Regions from separate parts of the Zea mays genome. Here region 1 is linked to region 2. Evidence: chromatin contacts called from public Hi-C data. All regions are on one chromosome and are shown on one strand. Each heading gives the region's core, a stretch centred on a gene start, on an enhancer-like site or on the middle of the called end of the contact. The rest is flanking DNA. Distances are from core to core; before and after follow the strand shown. Region 1 holds the start of LOC100273453. Region 2 holds the start of LOC103630332 (ARM REPEAT PROTEIN INTERACTING WITH ABF2).

Evidence for each region. Hi-C and Micro-C count contacts between places; a contact is called where the count stands out from the background.
Region 1: a Hi-C map of tassel shows a contact between it and region 2, with 2.0 times the contacts expected there. The contact joins the promoter of LOC100273453 here to the promoter of LOC103630332 in region 2. A contact is called at or near these places in 4 of 25 Hi-C or Micro-C datasets (ear, leaf and tassel).

The regions. Positions count from the first base shown.
Region 1 is chr6:156,316,701-156,323,230 of Zm-B73-REFERENCE-NAM-5.0, reverse strand. LOC100273453 reads right to left here and starts at 4,607. Exons shown (of 5, transcript NM_001147890.1): 1 at 4,426-4,607; 2 at 3,391-3,591; 3 at 3,073-3,239; 4 at 2,580-2,850; 5 at 1,833-2,211. The coding sequence starts at 4,426. The coding sequence ends at 1,943.
Region 2 is chr6:156,034,138-156,040,400 of Zm-B73-REFERENCE-NAM-5.0, reverse strand. LOC103630332 (ARM REPEAT PROTEIN INTERACTING WITH ABF2) reads left to right here and starts at 4,906. Exons shown (of 19, transcript XM_008651393.3): 1 at 4,906-5,521; 2 at 5,621-5,787. The coding sequence starts at 5,200.

The DNA of each region.
Region 1 (6,530 bases), core at 3,358-5,857, 280 kb before region 2:
CGCCTACGTGTTCAAGAAGTGAGTAAACCATAGCGTGCTCAGTGTTGTACATTAAATGTAAACGGTTATAGTCAAGAGATTTTTAATCTCCCAGGTTGAGGTTCTTCCGTTGGAACTCTTAGAAGTTTTTTTCTAGAAGACGTATGTTGTGCATCTTTATATTAAGAAGAGAAGAAAAGGACAGAGAACCCAGTATAAAAGCATAATAAAAGCTCTCTTCCATGGTTCGGTTCAGTTTGAACCAGCAGAGCGGGTGTGGAAATTTTGTGCTCCTAGTAAGTGCAAGTTCTTTATTTGGCTTGTGGAGCATGATAGGTGTTGGATAGCTGACGGACTCAGAAAAAGAGGGCTAGACCAACCAGAGCTTTGTCCCTTGTGCGATCAGGAGGATGAATCCATGAACCACTTGTTGGTCAAGTGTGTGTTTGTCAAGAAGTTATGGTTCGGTTTCCTTAAGATAGGGGGGATACATAAGCTGTGTCCCACTCAAGAGGACTCCTTCGAGTCATGGTGGAGGACTAGTAGTTCTTGGTCAACTGATCAAATGAGAAAGTGCTTCAATTCCTTAGTTATTCTAGATGCTTGAACCATATGAAAACATAAGAATAGATGTATCTTTGATGGATGTAATCCTAGCTTGGTCACAACCCTTAGGGTGGCTAAAGAAGAGGTGATGCTTTGGTCCTTGAATTCTTAGAAGTGAACAGAAAAAACAATTAATACAAGTGCACAACCCGTGGCGGTCAATTTTTCTTATGGTAGAAAATTATTATGCTTTTTACTAGTTCATTATGCCAAAATCGACAACTTAACCATTCATTGGTCGCGGTTAAGGCCATGTTTGGTTTCTTTAGTCTAGGGACTAAAGTTTAGTTAGGGGACTAAAGTTTAGTCCCTAACATGTTTGGTTTTAGGGGCTAAAAATAGTAAGAATATACTAAATGACTTATAAAAACTAAAATGGCCTTTAACATTCTCCTACTATTAGTACAATTGAACTAAATGAGGGGTAAATGTGGAATTAATATGGTTTAGTCCCTTTTAGCACATATGTGAAGGACTAAAGACTAAATTATTTTAGTCCATATTTTAGTCCTAGTGTTTGGCAAAAAAGGGACTAAGTGGGACTAAAAACTAGAGACTAATCTTTAGTCACTCTAACCAAACACCCCCTAAGTTATTGGAGGTGTTTGTTTAAGCTTAATCAATGTTTTGGTCGGTAGAATCGGCTTCTGGCAGCCAAATGTTTTGTTTCTGAGTCCACTTCTATGGAAGTTGCTTTGATGAAAGTCGTCTAAATTAATATGAACATAAAATCCGTCGAGTCGTCGTGATGAGAGTAATATGTCATTTTCTAGATCCTAAACTATATGAACTCATTCATTTTCTTTCTCACTTAAACCCCACGATATTTAACATATACTCACAGCCAGATTCCGCTGGAATCTAGATTTTTATAAAAGCACATCAGAAAAAAGTGAACCAAACAAGGATAATGCGATATAATCATCAAATCGAGCACAAGAAGCTATAGGCTATGTTTGTTTCATCTTTTTTTTACTGATTTTAGCCACCATAAGCTACCACAGGCTGTCAAACGTCCAACTTTTCAGCCATTTTATATAAAAATCGATTTGGTGAAAATGTTTAAAATCAATGTGAACCCACAACCAATTGAGTTGCCGCAATAAGAGAAATCCACACTTTACTTTCAGATTCTAAATCCTATATACTCACTTACAACCAAATTCTCTACATAATCAGATTCTTAGAAAAGACCGTTAGAAAAAAAAAAGCTGAACCTTTTGGACAACTGAAACCAAGCCGTATATATGATTTTTTTACTCAAGCTATATATGGTTATTGGCAAGTAATAAGTATACATCGTATCTGCAACCGGTGCTGTAAAGTGGGTGAGTAAAGAGGGAAAATTGTATGCCAATCAGAATCTAGGTTTTATGACGAACGGCATCTTATCCACGAACGGAGGATCAGAATACTTCCCGGTCAGGATCTGCGAGGCGATATGGAAATTCGCAGCTTCCGTGTAATGTATCCCATCCCAGTTGACGAATTCAGTAGTGTCGCTGCACCCTTTTGCGGTGACCATCTTACCATCCAGAGACACCGTGTGTCCACATGGTACGTTACCATCGTAGTTCAGGGGTGGGCCTCCGTATCCACAGCACGCCTGAGTGGCGTGCTCGAACCCTGTTGAAAAACAGAAGTGGATGTCAGAGTTGCTTCTTCGGTTATTGGTCACACGACAGAAATAATTTCCTGATGTGCTAGCAACAGGCCTAAAACACTAGCATTCGAGTGAGATGTCACAATACATGTAAGCAGAGTGATACAGAATGCCCACAAAAGTAAAGCAGATTTATTTCTCCACCTGAATCTGCATTAGTGGGGGTTCATGTTTATTATTGCAAGCACTTGTTCTGGATTGATAGTGCTGCTTCATTATAATGCGCTTCAAAGCAAATCATATAACACTCGTGAGTCAAGATACAAATCTTGAACGATCCGGGTGCATGATAATAATCACGCACACGAAATGGAAATCGTATGCTACATACCGTATCGAGAGTAGTTGGCGATCAGGCTGTATTTGATCGTGTGGATGTCCACGTAAGTGATGCTGGCTCCATCGAATTCTGCCCTCAGCTTCGTGCAAAGTGCGTGCAGCTGTAAGTTGAAAAGCTTTGCGGCACGGTTGTGCTTCGCCACACAGTGGAGCTCGTCCAGTTGGGATGGGTCTTTGCCGAAGAGGGCAATGTTTTGAGGCAAGCAACCGAGGGGGCCCGTGTTGTGAATCCAGAACTTCCTAGCACCTTGGTCATACAGTTTCTGAAGTCAAGGAACAGAGAAAATGGGTCAGGTGTGAAGCACCTCCTTACACCAAGACAGCATATAGAAGGAAGAGTATGGAAAGAATGAAATTTCTGAACTTGGAGACCTAAGTGAATTACATTTACATCAGAGTAGGATCCCTGTACACCAATTAGTCAGCTTTGGGGAAAGAGGCATAGGAAGCTCTGCAAGGATAGAAGTGCTATATCTTTTACAAACCTTGAGACCATTCTCAAATTCCAGCAAAATAGTTGGAATGGATGCGATGACCTGGTCCTCTGTTCTTGAATAGAACTCACCAGCAAGGTCATTCTGCCCAATATCGAACGTGTAGAGTCCCTCTGAGAAGTAATCTTGCTGAGGAATGTATCGGCTGTGCATATCTCCTGCACGAGTAAAAAAACAAAGTTACTTCACCAGCATACCTCTCTAGTCTCAAGTTGTTCAATCTAGAAGGCTTTGGTTGGCTATCAGCTGGAGACGATATTCCTACATTGCTTGGTAACCCACACAACTTTACAAAGTGAGAGGCCGTACCTTCAGACAGGAGCTTAGTGACTTTGTTCTTGAAGGCGAAGAACTGCTTGATCTGGAGACCAAATGAGAATGGGCTGACTGATGTCGGCTTTGCTGGTGTGATCGAACATCCAGCTTGAGCAAAATTAACGCCGGTCCGAAAGCTTGGCGTGCCTAGAGAATCCAGGTACGCGTTGAGGAGTGGCATATCCATTGCCTCCACTGCACGAACGAATTTATGAGATAAGAATTCTATGTTACGAAGAGGAGAGGTATATCCTTTTGATTTTCTGTCTAAAGTTTTTTTAAAAAAAAACACTTTGTGTGTCATTTCTGTTATTCAGTGCAATAAATCTGCACAGTCAAGTTATTTGCTTCGTAATTACTCCTTCGGACCCCCTCACCTTTTCATTGATTGTCAAGTTGCTTAATGGCAAGCACATGGGACTGGGAGGGCTCAATCAGTAGACCCAGGAAAAGAAGGCGGCCTATGGCAAACCAAATCTCACTGATTGCTAAAGAACTCCATTGAAAAGCAGCACTCACTTTCTTGCAGATCTACCAAATCCCACGAAGATGCCGCGACGAACAACAACCACGCTAATTGCAGGAACTGGACCACACACACCAAGCGCAGTTCCTCAACGGATGTTGGAACAGAGCATACAACCACCAGGGAGACAAGGACCATTTGCGAGGTCGCAATGATGCGTCAATCTCCGCTGCCTAACCACCGCACGGGTGTATTTGTCCTGTCCGGCTGCGCACCAGCCTAACTAAACCGTCCATTTTTTTTTCCCAACAACCGCGCGGACGAACTGAACACGGTAGCCAATACCATTCGTATAGGGACCGGTTTCTTGTTGTCTTGTTGATGCACTCGGTGGGCGCCAAGAGCTATCAACAAGGCAGATTCAAGAATACAATCATCCGCCGGCGCACGGTGCACCGATTATCACAGGGCGCAGCGCGGGTGGTAGCGGTCGGTGTAGTAACGAGTGAAATTCAAGGAGATGGAGTCGAGGAGGTAGAGAGGGAGCGAGAGAGCGGGCGTACTGAGGAAGTCGATGACGAGGCGGCCGTCGCAGAAGCGGCCGGCGGGCCCGCCGAAGAAGCTGGAGCCGTAGGGCGGGAAGATGGACTCGAAGCCGGCGGCCACGCGCCCGCCGGTGTCGGAGTTGGAGTCCCCGAAGTTGAACACCGCCGGGAAGTTGAATTCGGTGGACGCCGTCACGCGGCCGCCACCGCCGCCGCCGAGGCAGAGCAGCGCCACGATGAGGAGCAGCGCAGAGAAACGCATGGCCGCGGCAGGACAGGCCGTTGGGGCTCTCCTGCCCAGCTCCCTGCTTCACCCCACTCTCTGCTCTGCTGTGATATGATGTGGTGCTGCTTGCTACAACTCCAGGTGAGGACCGAGGAGGAAGAGGTGGTGGAGGGGGTTGCTGATGCTTGAAGCTTTGGAGCAGAGTTGGGGCTGGGGCAGCAGAGACAAGGCAGATTTGATTTGAGTCTGGGGTGTCGGAGGGGGAGGCCATTAATGATTAAAATGGGTGCCTCCTTTTGTTGGTAACTTTTGAGCTTTGGACCTTATGGTGTTAAGATATTCTGAGTATGGGTTGGTAAATGGCTCGGAGGTAACTACAGAGATCGATCGGCAGGGGTACGTAGGGAAACTGTTATAGAAGTTGAAAGAAAAAACAATTTTTATAGTACAGGCGTATGAAACCAATCTCGATTTTAGACATTGTTGTTTCCTTACAACGGCAAGTACGGAGGTAAATGCTATGGAACTCGATCCGTATAGAAGGATTGAGATCCAATTCGTTTCAAAAGCCTGGTTACTCGATATTCGATTTAAAATATCAATATCTATTTAAATTTTATTCGACACTTGATAATATTTATATCCGATTCTAATCCGAAAGGAAAATATAAAAATAAATATAGAAGAAGCAATATCCGTCTGTATCTAATCCGATTACACCTAAATGGCAAGTGCTTCTTTGGATTTGAGGAGAGGCTACCTAGACATGTGTGTAACGCGTGGCTCAGGATTTATCCGCATTGTATACATGGTATGTACCTGGTGAACGCCGCCAAACCAATATTGTAGTGGCCTGTTGTCGAATGACTTTTCACCTCATATCACAGTGGTGCTACGTGTTGGTAAAAAAGCTACCCATGAAGCACATAGGACATTTAATTGGTGTCAGGTTTCAATAAAAGAGATTTATGGCTCTATTTATGTTAGTGTTGTATTAGTTCTCGTTCTATTTCGCACTGCAAACTGTAGTCTTAACCCATAGCAATATTAGTACCATATCAGCTATTTTCTAGATTTAATTGTTATTTGTTTCGTACTCTTTATTTTGGGTACATAATTTAGTTTGTATAGCTTTGCTGTCTAAGTAGTGCTAATGCGCTTAAGCTTTATGCGGGTTGCTCACTAGTATGTATAAGATCTCTGTTTAGTACTAATTGTTTAGAAGACCTTGCTTGCTAGAATTATTTAAGATAGTTCTATCTAGCTCGATATCTTAATTGTTTAACTAATATATTTATAAAGTGCTAGTAAAAATAGCGACGACATAATTTTAGCTAGACTAGTTAGTTTAATTCCATTTTATTTTGGTTAGTCGTTATGTTTAAGTTTTAGAAAAGACTGGGCACACACTGTGCTTCCACTTCTTTGTTCAGAAACTAAAAAGGATAGTTCGCTTACCCTTTAGGTCCTTTTTCCATTGTCTGATATCAGCTAAGGAGCAGAGAAGTAGCATAATTCTAAAGGAAACTGACAGATACAGCCACAAGCATAAGCTTTGTACCATGGACCACCTCATTTCTTAAAAGCCAAGTTCTCCACGGCAACATAGCAGTTAGAGATGTCTAAACGGGTCGGACCATCCGATAAGCCCGTAACCCGATACCGTTTTAGCCCGGCATAAATACAACCTGGCATGTTGGCTATCGAGCCCTGCCAGCCCTGAGCCTAAGGCCACGGCGGGCTCGATCTGGCACGACCCGATTTTTTTCCTTTTTCTCATACACTACCGGAATCCGAGGCTTTGCCGAGTGTTGCATTCTTTGCCGAGTGCCTTTTGTCGGGCACTCGGCAAAGAAGGCTTTGCCGAGTGCCGCACTCGGTAAAGTTAGGCTCTCGG
Region 2 (6,263 bases), core at 3,657-6,156:
GGCACGTGGTCGGGGTGGTCGGCTTGGTCGAAGGTGATGGGCTCGTCGGACTAGTCTAGGTAGACTGGCGCCGCCACCTTCACCGAGCAGACCTCCCGGCGCTCTTGCTTGCGATGCCGAGCCGAGGCATTCGCCGCATGCCCACCGTAGATCATGAAGCAGTCACGGACCTCGGGGAACTCTCCTGCTTGGTGATCTTCCTTCTTGTCGTCGTCGCGGGCCCTGCCACCCTCCGTGGGTGGCCCGGCCCTGTGGAAGTGGCGCCGGAGCATGACGCACTCCTCAAGGGTGTGCTTGACGGGCCCCTGATGATAGGGGCACGGCTCTTTGAGCATCTTGTCGAAGAGGTTGGCACCTCCGGGGGGCTTCCGAGGGTGCTTGTACTCGGCGGCGGCGACAAGGTCCGCGTCGGCGGCGTCGCGTTTCGCTTGTGACTTCTTCTTGCCTTTCTTCTTGGCGCCGCGCGGAGCAGACGCCTCGGGAGCATCTTCCGATGGGCGGCCCTGGGGCTGCTTGTCCTTTCGGAAGATAGCCTCGACTGCCTCCTGGCCAGAGGCGAACTTGGTGGCGATGTCAATCAGCTCGCTCGCCCTGGTGGGGGTCTTGCGACCCAACTTACTCACCAGGTCGCGACAGGTGGTACCGGCAAGGAACGCGCCGATGACATCCGAGTCGGTGATGTTGGGCAGCTCGGTGCGCTGCTTCGAGAATCGCCGGATGTAGTCCCGGAGAGACTCTCCCGGCTGCTGCCGGCAGCTTCAGAGGTCCCAGGAATACCCGGGGCGCACGTACGTGCCCTGGAAATTGCCGGTGAAGGCTTGGACCAGGTCATCCCAGTTGGAGATCTGCCCCGGAGGCAGGTGCTCCAACCAGGCGCGAGCGGTGTCGGAGAGGAACAGGGGGAGGTTGCGGATGATGAGGTTGTCGTCGTCCGTTCCACCCAGTTGGCAGGCCAGGCGGTAGTCCGCGAGCCACAGTTCCGGTCTCGTTTCCCCCGAGTACTTTGTGATAGTAGTCGGGGGTCGGAACCGGGTCGGGAACGATGCCCGTTGGATGGCCCGACTGAAGGCCTGCGGACCGGGTGGTTCGGGCGAGGGACTCTGATCCTCCCCGCTGTCGTAGCGTCCCCCACGCCTGGGGTGGTAACCTCGGCGCACCCTCTCGTCGAGGTGGGCCCGACGGTCGCGATGATGGTGCTCGTTGCCGAGGTGGCCCGGGGCCGCAGGCGCGGTGTAGCGCGTGCGCCCGGTGTAGACCGAGGCTTCCCGCATGAATCGGGAAGTCGCGGCATGAGGTTCCGAGGGGTATCCCTGCCTTCGGGAGGCAGAGCTCTCGGCCCGTCGGACCGCAGCGCCTTCCAGGAGATTCTTGAGCTCTCCCTGGATTCGCCGACCCTCGGTGGTTGATGGCTCCGGCATCGCGCGGAGAAGCATCGCTGCGGCAGCCAGGTTCTGGCCGACCCCACTGGATGCGGGTGGCGGCCTGACCCTGACGTCGCTGGCGACGCGGTGCTGGAGACCCTGGGGCAGGTGATGTATTTCTCCGGCCGGGGGTTGGCCCGCCCATACCTGCCCGACGTCCCGGCGGATCGGCTCAAGCGCTCCTGCTCCCTCGTCGAGCCTGGCCTGCGCCCCGCGGACTTGCTCGAGCTGTGGGTCGTGACCCCCCGCCGGAACGGGGACCACAGCTAGCTCCCGCGGGATGTCAGCGCGAGGCACCGGCCTAGGGAGATCACCGTCCCCCGGCATACCGAGATGGTTGCCTTCGGAGGGATTCCCTGGCTCGACGTGGAAACATTCGCGGCTTGGGCCGCAGTCCTCGTCGTCGAGGCTGCGGCTACCGTCGGAACAGCCGGAGAGGCAGTAGTCACATGCGGTCATGAAGTCCCGCATGGCACTGGGGTTGCCAAATCCAGAGAAATCCCAACAGATGCTCGGATCGTCATCTTCCTCAGATCCAGAGGGTCTGTAGGTCGAGACGTCCGTCAGCCGGTCCCAAGGCGACCGCATGCGAAACCCCAGAGGGGTTGCACTCGCCTCTACGAGAGCGCCCGCCAAAGCAAGGTCGCTAGGCGGGTTGAGGCTGAGTCGAAATGACGTAGGATGGGAATCGGTCGGTACCTTTTGGTCGACGAGCAGCGACATAGTCACGTCGGGGACTGATTGCACCGTCGTCTCAGGTGCGAGGGCGACGTCCTGCAAGCTCTCCGCGAGCGCGCTGGCATCGTCCACTTGCTCAGGATTGGCGTGTCGCGGGGAGACGGCGCTCGCCTTCGTCTCAAACGCGAGGTCGACGCCCGACGCGCCCCCCGTTGGGGCGCTGGGGATGTCGACTCGCTCGACAGCCGACGAGGCGCGGCCTCCCGCTTGGCCTTGGTTGCCCCGCCTCCTCCTCCTTTGGCGGGGGAGAGGACGGGGCGAGCTCGGATGTTGTTCTTCCATCACGCGGGGAAGGCGTCGTCGATTCCGCCGCCGGTGGGCGGGCCGTCGGCCGCCATTGTCGTTGTCGCGCGGCGGTGGAAGGAGTATCATGTCGTAGCTGCCGTCGAAGGACATGAACCCAAGGCCCCCGAAACGGAGCACCGTCCCGGGTCGGAGAGGTTGCTGGAGACTGCCCATCTGGAGCTTGACGGGAAGCTGTTCGTCAACACGCAGCAGGCCCCTACCTGGCGCGCCAACTGTCGGCGTTTCGAGACCGGGGGGTCCCTAAGCCGACGAGTGAATGTGCCGCGTGCCCCAGCCCAGATGGGTTGAGCGCGTGGGCGAGCGCGAAGGGGGGAAGCGAGGTGGCCGGAGACGGGCGTGATAGAGGTGGAAATCCCGCGGCCTTCGTGTTCGTCCCGCGCCCAGGTCGGGTGCGCTTGCAGTAGGGGGTTACAAGCGTCCACGCGGGTGAGGGAAGCGAGCGGCCCCAAGAGAGCGCCTGTCTCGTCCTCGTCCCCGCGCGGCTAACCCCCTCTAAGAGGGCCCTGGTCCTTCCTTTTATAGGCGTAAGGAGAGGATCCAGGTGTACAATGGGGGTGTAGCAGAGTGCTACGTGTCTAGCGGGGGTGAGCTAGCGCCCTAAGTACATGCCGATGTGGCAGCCGGAGAGATCTTGGCACCCAGCTGGTGTGATGTCGTGGCCGTCGGAGGAGCAGCGGAGCCTGGCGGAGGGACAGCTGTCGGAGCGGTCGAGTCCTTGCTGACGTCCTCCTGCTTCCGTAAGAGAGCTGAGAGCCGCCGTCGTCACAGGGCATGCGAGGCGCCATCATTGCCTATCTGGCGGAGCTAGCCAGATGGGACACCGGTCTTGTTCTCTGCGGCCCGAGTCAGCTCGGGGTAGGGTGATGATGGCGCTTCCTGTTGACGTGGCTGGCCTGCGCCCTAGGTTGGGCGACGTGGAGGCTCCTCCGAAGCCGAGGTCGAGTCTGTCTTCCATGGCCGAGGCCGAGTCCGAGCCTCTGGGTCGGGCGAGGCGGAGGTCGTTCGGCAGAGGCCAGGGCGGAGTCCGAGCCCTGGGGTCGGGCGAAGCGGAGTTCGTCGTCTTCTGGGGCTGAGCCCGAGTCCGAGCCCTGGGTCGGGCGGAGCGGAGTTCGCTGTCTTCCGGGACTTAGCCCGAGTCCGAGCCCTGGGTCGGGCGGAGCGGAGTTCGCCGTCTTCCGGGACTTAGCCCGAGTCCGAGCCCTGGGTCGGGCGGAGCGGAGTTCGCCGTCTTCCGGGACTTAGCCCGAGTCCGAGCCCTGGGTCGGGCGGAGCGGAGTTTCCTATGGTGCCTTTGGCAGGGCCTGACTGCCTGTCAGTCTCACTCTGTCAAGTGGCACTGCAGTCGGAGTGGCGCAGGCGACACTGTCCTTTTGTCAGGCCGGTCAGTGGAGCGGCGAAGTGACGGCGGTCACTTCGTCTCTGCTGGGGGGCGCGCGTCAGGACAAAGGTGTCAGACCACCTTTGCGTTAAATGCTCCTGCGACTCGGTCGGTCGGTGCGGCGATTTAGTCAGGGTTGCTTCTTAGCGAAGGCAAGGCCTCGGGCGAGCCGGAGATGTGTCCGCCATTGGAGGGGGGCCTCGGGCGAGACGGAAATCCCTCGGGGTCGGCTGCCCTTGTCCGAGGCTAGGCTCGGGCGAGGCATGATCGAGTCGCTCGTATGGACTGATCCCTGACTTAATCGCACCCATCAGGCCTTTGCAGCTTTATGCTGATGGGGTTACCAGCTGAGAATTAGGAGTCTTGAGGGTACCCCTAATTATGGTCCCCGACAGATAGGTACGAGCCATACCAATATTTCACATACTGGATATGGGCCATGATTTTTAACCAAAAACCTGACCCAATCCAAAAAATCTCGATTCAACATGTCCAACAGGTAGGTATGAGCCAACCCAACGTGACTGACATAATGACATTAGACACAGGTAAGACACAAGCCAGATAGACCTGATCATGAGCCATCCGGTCGGACCTACTCGAAACCCCCCCAGTCCGACCAATACAATGGCGTGTACGTACTATATTTTTTAACCCTAAACCCGACCTAAAGATAAAAAACCTGACCCGACCTAAAGCCAAAAAACCTGACCCGATCCAAAAGAGCTAACCCGACACGTCAAACAGAGAGTCACGGATCGACCCAACTCGATCCGATACTAGAAATAGGTCAAGTACGAGCCGTACTAAATGACTCACATCTAGATTTTGATCCTATCCGAACTCGACCCAACGAGGTCTAGTGCCAAACAACTAATGATCCGACCATGATCTAATCTAAGCCCGATCATGTGTAGATGGAACTATACATCATGGACCACGACGGTACAATTATCACGTCCATGAATTGGTACGGTTGTATTGCCACACGCAATTGTGTGGTTTGGGGTAGCAAGCGAAGCGTTGGTAAAAAACTAAGAAGGGTTATTATTAAATATCAATTGATAATAAAATGTTAAAAATCAAAATTATTTATTTTTCCATTCATACTTTTTTTTGTCGAACACGTCCTTATCGCTCTGGAATCACACTGCTTGTTTCTTTTTTCTAAAAACCAGGAGAGGTTATTATTAAAACATCGGTCGTTTAAATAAAAAGTGTTTAATTAAAAAAAACCATTCATTTTTTAATTTCTACTTTTCTGTCGAACCCGACCCTACCGCGCCGGAATCATACTCCTTGCGCCTTCTCCTTCCTCAATCCGACACGCTCTCCGCGCCGCCGTCGACCTATCGAATGGAGGCGGAGCAGCAAAAGCAGCAGCGCCCGCGCCAGCGCCCGCGCCGCAAGGGGCAGAAGCGGAAGTTGGAGGACGAGGCATCCGCCGCCACCGCCGCCGCCGCGTCCTCGCTCGGCAGTGCGGGCGCCGACGATGACAACGAGGAGGAGGACGGCTCGGCGGGCACCCCCGAGATCTGCCGCCACTCCCACGCGGCGCTTGCGCGCGAGGTCCGCGCGCAGGTTGATGTCCTCATTCGCTGCGCCTCTTCGTGGCGCCACGCAGACCGCGCCGCCGCCAAGCGCGCCACCCACGTCCTCGCTGAGCTCGCCAAAAACGGTAACCTTCCTTCGCCAAACCTCATACCGGCCGCGCCGATCCGTGCACCCGCATCCTTACCGAGTGGATCTGGTGGTTCTTGGTGGTTGTCAAGAGCAGAGGAGGTTGTCAACATGATTGTAGAGGGTGGCGCCGTGGCGGCCTTGGTGTGCCACCTAGAAGAGCCTGCTGTGGCGGCGCAAACGCAGGAGGAACAACAACTGCGGCCGTTTGAGCTTGAGGTTGAGAAGGGCGCTGCCTTCACTCTGGGCCTCCTAGCTGTAAAGGTTCCTTCATTGATTCCCTAATTGAGTTGTAGATGCACTTTTGGTACCAATGCAATTACTTGTATTTTTGACAAGTTTATGTTCTATAAATAGGGCTGTGAATTTTCAAGTTTCACTTAACATATAGGATTACTAAGGAAGAACTTCAATACGCACGCGCGCCCATGCCTGCCCGCACGCATATATACACCTTGGGTGATGGACCAACGATCCATCACCTGCACCCAATGCTGCAGTTGGATCAACCAGATATCGAAGTGACATAGTCGGATGTGTTCGGTCGGGTATGGGTGATGGACTATTGGTTTGTCACCCTAGGTGACAAATAATGCTCATATATAGTAGTTCTAAACACCCAAATCTGCATCCTCATATATCTGTATTTCTTGTAAAAAACTGTAAGATCCCATGCCTTCTAATAGTTAGGAAAATTTAGGAACTTCCAAGTGCTACTTGGTGTCTTTCTAGTCAGTCTC